Linked DNA regions of Mus musculus: region 2 is linked to region 1. Evidence: chromatin contacts called from public capture Hi-C data. All regions are on one chromosome and are shown on one strand. Each heading gives the region's core, a stretch centred on a gene start, on an enhancer-like site or on the middle of the called end of the contact. The rest is flanking DNA. Distances are from core to core; before and after follow the strand shown. Region 1 holds the start of Tbc1d22bos (TBC1 domain family, member 22B, opposite strand). Region 2 holds the start of Glp1r (glucagon-like peptide 1 receptor).

Region 1 (3,441 bases), core at 667-3,166:
GGGTAGCCTGTTGAGCAGCAGTCCTGAGTGGTCACTTTAAAAAAAAATCTAATGATAAATGCCAAGGGAGAATGAGGTAGGCTGGGCTGCAGTGAGAAGTGGCCCGGCTGGGGTCATGGGACCCCTGGAAATTCTGAGACACACTTGAGCAGAAGGGCAGGCTTGTCCCTCCACATCAAGTCCCCTGCTTCTCTCGGACCTGAAGAACCCCATGGCAGGTAGTGGGTGCTGTGCCCCTCTCTGTGTTTAGATAAGGCCTCTGAATTTGCTTCACCTTTTGTTTTGCAGAAGAGGACGTGGAGAACTTTGACGTGACCAACTTGTCTCAGGACATGCTGCGAAGCATTGAAGCCGACAGCTTCTGGTGCATGAGCAAGCTGCTGGACGGAATACAGGTGAGCTGCCCCCCGGCCAGGCCCAGCGCTGCCTTGGGCTTCTGCTTCCCTACTGCTCTGCTGTGTGAGGTAGACCCCACACACACTTCCCATCCACCCCCCACCAGCGCACCTCTGCCTCTTCTATTAGCTTCACTAGACAGTGGGCTAGCATCCCTCCGGGGCTGAGAAAATCACTGTGCAGCACTAGCTGTCATTACAGAGGCCCCTGGGCCCTACTGTGTACCCAGATCCTGTGGGCCAACCCCAGGGCAGGCCTCCTCCAGCCTTTCACCATATGCTGCAGTTTTAGGAATCCCTTTGTTTCCAAACACCGTTCCTAGCTGTTAGCCTTGGTGAACTTTTAAAATATATGTTTATTTTACATATACATATATATATATAATATTTTACTTATTTTTATTTTATGTGCTTTGGTATTTGCACACACACACAAACACATACACACACACACACACACACACACACACACATATATGCATCAGTCTGTGTGAAGGTATTGAATTCCCTGGACCTGGAGTTACAGACATTTGTGAGCTGCCATGTGGATGCTGGGAATTGAACCTGGGTCCTCTTGGAAGAGCAGCCAGTGCTCTTAACCAGTGAGCCATCTCTCCAGCCTGTGTATAGGTATGTGCACACGAGTGCAGGTGTTTGGAGGCTGGAAGTGTTGGATCACTGGGATCTGGAGTCTCAGGTAGTTGTGAGCCACTAGGAACCATACCCTGGAAGAGAGTATGCACTCTTGACCACTGAGCCATCTCTCTAGCCCCTGATATACTTTTAATATGCTTCAGGGACTGCAGAGATGGCACTGGGGAGGGAGGTGCCTAGCCTAATCTTGAGCTCCAGTCTCAGTGAGACCCTGTCTCAGAAAGCAAGATAGATGTTTGTGAGGAATGATACCTGAAATCTCCGTGGCCTGGGTAACACACACATGCTGGCACAGGCGCACACGCACATACCAGCAATAACGACAGAGCAGCCTGTCTCTATGAGCTCTGTCTAGGTGTAGAAAGCAGCTGGTTTGGACACTGCTCACCCTGGCTCTGTGTCCTTCACAGGATAATTACACGTTTGCACAGCCAGGGATCCAGAAGAAGGTCAAGGCGCTGGAAGAGCTCGTCAGCCGGATCGATGGTAGGTTGGGAGGATGGGACTTCTCCAGTAGTAGCCCAGGTCCCACCTAAGCTGTGACACTCGGTCCTCCTCGGCTCCCTTCCCAGTCAGTCCTTGTGGCACACTGCCTTGGCATCACTGTCTTCACAGCTCAGCGGGAAGGCTGTGAGCTCTCCCAAGGTCTTTCCACCTCATTCTGTCACCGTGGCCTCAGTTCCCTCTCAGCTCTGCCCCAGCCCCTCCCCTCTCCTTCCCAGTCCACAGCCCTGGTCCAGCCATTTGCTCTGGACACCTTCCTCCTAGAAGGACTTACATTCTCTTCCTTGTCCTCCTTCAAACCGTCATCCTGAGAGGGTTTTCTAGCAGTGTTCTGTCTGTGCCCTTCTGTTGCTGAGCCACCAGTGGCTTCCCGTTGCCTTTGCATGCAGTCTGAGGGTTGACCTTGCCTGTCACATGGTCACATAACAATCCCAGGCTTAACACAGGCTCCCCAAGCCTGGCTGACCTGCTGGGACCTGAATGGGCTGGAAAAGCTCGGCACAGCTCCCTGGGAGGCAGATAGCTGGGAAGAGCAGGTGCTTATAGGAGTGCAGCTTTCCAGCTCTGGCCAGGCAGGCACCTAGGAAGCCCGAGTGACAAGGACACTGTGGCCAGACAGACAGAGAAGGTTAGGAGTTACTCTTCCCTGCAGTGTGAACCTTGCAGGGGGCTCTGTGACCTGAGATCTGTAGGCCAGCGAGCGCATCTTCAGGGCTGCCAGCCACTGTACCAGCCATCTGTGCCTCCCCGTCTCTGCTGTGGGACTTCCTGCCCATCCCTCCTTTCCCTACCCAGTTGGCTCTCTCTCACTCCTTCCCAGGTTCTCTTGGTCATGGGAGCATCCTTGGTTTGTCTTGCTCTTTCATCTTTCCACGACCTAGAGCCTTGGTGTGCACCTTCACGTGCCCCTCACAATAGCTCTGTGCGGGGTAATGGCGTGCTTTCCCTCTGGGCCTCCCTGCCCTGCCCAGCCGCTGGCCTCTATAGTGGGCCAATTGTGAGGCCGTGGGTGTGTAGGGAAGAGGGGAGTAGGAGAGAGTGCCCGCGTCCCGCCAGGGTTCCCATGCTCTGGGCGGGCAGATGGGGGAGGACTGCCAGACACTTTCCACTCGGCCCCGGATGGGCATCTGGCTGTGTGAAGCCACTGACCCCGCATGGCAGGGGGTGGACAAGGGGCAGCTCCTGGTACCAGGTTCTCAGTCTCTGGCATCCCACGCTGGATATGACAGAGGAGCTGAGAACAGAATAGGGGCCCCAGGGCGGCACTCGGCCCCGGAGATAAGGGAAGAGGGCAGGGGAAAGGTGGGTACTGGGTGGTTCCCACGCAGGCAAGAGTCCTTAGTCCAGTCCATGGCTGGAGCGCAGGAAGGCCTTCTGTCGGGAGGTTAGACACGGATCGTTAAGAGAAAGCCTATCCCATCGTTCAAGCACAGCGGGCCTTGTGAGCAGAGACAGTCTATGGTTTTAGAGCTTTGTTGTAGAAAGCCAGGGGGAAAGAGAGAAGGTAGAAAGAGAGAGGGAGAGGCCGGCCATGGTCACAAGGAGAGAAGGGGGAAGAGAAAAAGAGGAAAGGCTAGAGAAGAAGAAAGCTTAAAGAGAGCGAGGAGGGGCCAAGCAGCCCCTCTTATAGTGGGCTGCTATCTTGTTGTTGCTAGGTAACTGTGGAGGAGTCTAGCCAGAATGCCAGAAGCTTGGGACATTGTCTACGAGACTATTAGCCACATGATTCTCTTGTGGGGGTGGTAACTTCGACAGGAGCCAGGGGTCCAGGAGACATGATCAGATGCCTTCCGTCCCATGTAGGTAGAAATTACCACCCATCGGGTACCACCGGGGTTCAAGACCTCAGCTGGACTGGAGACCAGGCTGTCTGTGCATAGCCCATTGC
Region 2 (3,324 bases), core at 774-3,273, 1.3 Mb after region 1:
TTGACAAACAAGGTTAGCCCTCATACTCAAAGCCAGTATGGTTAGGTATATTAAACCCTGATGGTCCATGTAGGATACCCTTCACCACTCCAGAAGTCTGTGAAGGATGCTTCTGACTGTAGTTCTTTACCTTTACATCAGAATCAGGAGCCCAAGTAAAATTTTCTTCAAAATGTTCTTAGACTTGCTGGACAGTGGTGGCGCACACCTTTAATTCCAGTACTTGGGAGGCAGAGGCAGGTGGATCTCTGTGAGTTCAAGACCAGCCTGATCTACAGAGTGAGTCCTAGAATAGCCAGGGCTACGTAGAGAGAGCTTGTCTAACACAACAAAACACAGTGCTCAGTCTGTGGAGTGGTGTTATTAGCTATAAAAAGCAGAATAACGAAAGGTACATTGCTTAACTGTGCCTGTGACAGCCCAAAATAAAAAGTACCTTTTCCAGCCTCTCTTGAAACTAGGGATGGCCATGTGACTAAATTCTGATGAGCAGGTGGGGAATTGATGATTGCTGTCTTCAGGACAGGTCCCTCTGGGCAATCAGCTGGTCCTTCCCTGCAGCTGGACTTTTGATGTCCTGATTGGTTCTAAAGCGAGCCACTTCGGGTCATTTAGGTAGATGCTGGTACCAGAAAAGCGAAAAGATCTGGAGACCTTGATGAGCAGAGAATGGCTACTCACTCCAACCTGGGCTGAAGTTCCAGCTTTGCTTTCCGTAAAAGCCCTAGTTAGATCATTTATTTGGATGGATGGTCCTGACAGCTAAACAGCCAAGCCTGTGTGGCACACAGGGGGAACCTGCTTGACCTCAGGCTGGGGCTAAAACAAGGGACTCAAAGGCAGAGCTCACCAGAAGGGAGCTTCTCTCTCTGAGTGGAGCGCGCTCCGCACCTCTCTTGGCTGTCTCCCTCCGCGGGATTGAGCACTGGATGTATAGACCCACTTCCTGCAGGACTTTGGGAAGTTCTGTAATCTCTAAGAGTTGCAGCTATGCATCCAATCTCTCTTCTCTTCCAGAATGGTCCAGACTAGCCCTAGGCAGGTCCAGGGCTGAGTAGAGCCACACCCAACTTCCTTATACTAGTTCATGGTGGGGGGGGGGTGCATCCTCTTGCCTTCCTCAAGAGGTTAGTGGTACACCTCGGCTTGCCTGTCCCACTTATTAACTCACAGAAGAGGTAGGAGTCTGGAGCTCTCCCGACCTGTACTGCAGCCAAGGGCAAAGGTGTGGTGTAGGAAGACAGACTGAAGTGCATAGGGTAAGCTAGTCAGGGCACACATTGTAGCAGGCCCAGGGACAGCAAGGGGTGGACAGGGAACATTTGGAAAGTTCTAGAAAAACAGAATCCAGCCTCAACCCTCTTCACCCTGCAATTTCTAAAGTTTTAGATAGAAAGGACCCTAAGGACTCTTCTGGGATCTCTTGTCCTGATCCCTACCACCTTGACTGCTGTGCAGGCCCAGAAGGCTGGGCTTGGGATGAGGAGAGGATTGGGGAAGTAGGTGGCACCCAACTAGTCCGATCTTTCTTCCCTAGTAACTAGCAGCTTGTGGGATACTTTCCAGAAGTCTGACCAACACTATGACCTTGTACCAATCCTACACCTTTCCTGGCCTCAGTTTCCTTTTGGAAGCACTGACTCGGTGGGGGCGTGGCTTTCCTTAGTTGAGGGGGAGCCAGGAGGAGATCGGGGTGCGGGGGTGGGAGGCGGGCTCCACTGGTCGCAGCGAGCTGGCCAGGCGCAGGCACCACAGGCGCTCAGAGCTAGAAGCTCCGCTCCTGCGGCTCTTAAACCTGAGTGGAGCCCGCGGGGAGCACAGCGCCGAACATCTCCTGGCCCGGGACGCTGGAGGCCGGTCTGGCCCCGGGCCTCCTGAAACCCAGGCGGAAGAGGACAGGGACCCCGCCCGATCCCTCCTGCGGACGGGCGGGGCGGCCCCACGCCAGCTCCTCCCCCCGCAGCCCGGCAGGGATCAGTCGCGGCGCGCGGTTCCGCAGGTGGCAGCTATGACCCAGTCCTGAGCGCCCAGCCATGGCCAGCACCCCAAGCCTCCTGCGCCTGGCGCTCCTGCTGCTCGGGGCGGTGGGCAGGGCCGGCCCCCGCCCTCAGGTGAGCCCTGGGAACCCCGGTGACAAATGGGAGGGGGACGCTGCGGTGTTCTGCGGGCACAAGAGCTAGCGGAGGGGCTCCTGGACTTGAGCAGAAACTCCGGGACCCCAGACAGGGGAAGTGCAAGGCTCAGGCGAGGAAGAGACAGAGGAGTTGAGGAGTCCAGGTGGGGATTGGACATGAGGTGACTACCCTCATCCTGAAGAGCTGCCTCACTTCTCGGCTCCAGCTGCTCTGTCAGGGCACCAGCTGCCCCAGGGTTGCCCTGCTCTGACTTCTGCGACCCGTCTTTGTCCCTTATTACTTTCCCAACTCCTTTTCCAAACCCACTGGCACTCTGCCTTCCCTCTGTACTCAGAACCCCTGCGGTGCCTTCCCCTGCACTCCTCCTGGGCTTCCTTGTGTATGGGGTACCCAGGAAGCTCTAGAGGACCGAAGGGGCCTGGTTGTAGAAATGCAGCTTCCTCCCATCACCTCATCACAGTCTTTGACTCATAGCCCCAGGGACCCTGCAGCCTGTTGTCCTTCCTGATGACCTCCCAGGTGGCACTGACTTGCCACCTCCACCCCAGCCTCTGCAGCAAACATGCAGCAGGTTCCCTGTTTCTTCTGGATCAGCCAGGCCCTCTCATACACTCGGCTAATACCCATCCTAGACCCCCTTGGATTAATAACCCACCAGAAAGAATACCGAGGGTCACCGGAACATCCAACCTCCTTGGTGTCGCCAAAGACTAGGTCGCAGCTGGACTCTTGTGGGCTCTTCTCTGACTCTCTCTGACCTGCCTGTGAATCCTGCCCCAGGCTCCTGCCCTGGCCATGATGGCCAGCTGCTTGTATGGAGGGCGGTTGTTCAAATGTGCCAGGATACCCTTGCATAGAAGAGGCCCAAGGCTGGGCAGTGTTCCTATAGAAGGGAGTACTTTACACATCATGTCTTGTGTCCACCTCCAGAGCTAAAGGGCTTAACCGTTGGGGAGTGGGCCTGCATCCGTTTGAGCTTGGTCTGACATAGGAGGGCACAGACCTCAGCCCTGGCTGAGAACCGAGTTGTGGACAGAGGTGCCTCCCCAGGAAGTGCACTGTCTCAGCTCCCAAACCCTTTCCCAGATTAATCCTCTCCCTGTTCTCCAGGGCCAACTGTCCCCAAGAGATACCTTCCCAGTCTCTGGCACTGCCTCTCTGTTCCCCTGCAGGCCATGGCTTTCCTGGT

Evidence for each region. Capture Hi-C pulls out chosen DNA fragments and counts their contacts.
Region 2: a contact with region 1 is called in a capture Hi-C map of embryonic stem cells, with 3 times the contacts expected there. The contact joins the promoter of Glp1r here to the promoter of Tbc1d22bos in region 1. A contact is called at or near these places in 1 of 39 promoter capture datasets (pre-B cells) and 1 of 9 other capture datasets (embryonic stem cells).

The regions. Positions count from the first base shown.
Region 1 is chr17:29,594,389-29,597,829 of GRCm38.p6, forward strand. Tbc1d22bos (TBC1 domain family, member 22B, opposite strand) reads right to left here and starts at 1,917. Exons shown (of 4, transcript NR_045447.1): 1 at 1,828-1,917. It overlaps Tbc1d22b (TBC1 domain family, member 22B), which reads left to right. Exons shown (of 13, transcript NM_198647.1): 9 at 289-395; 10 at 1,460-1,535. Mir7667 (microRNA 7667) reads left to right here and starts at 1,150; the gene lies at 1,150-1,212.
Region 2 is chr17:30,899,844-30,903,167 of GRCm38.p6, forward strand. It overlaps Glp1r (glucagon-like peptide 1 receptor), which reads left to right and starts at 2,024. Exons shown (of 13, transcript NM_021332.2): 1 at 2,024-2,111. The coding sequence starts at 2,034.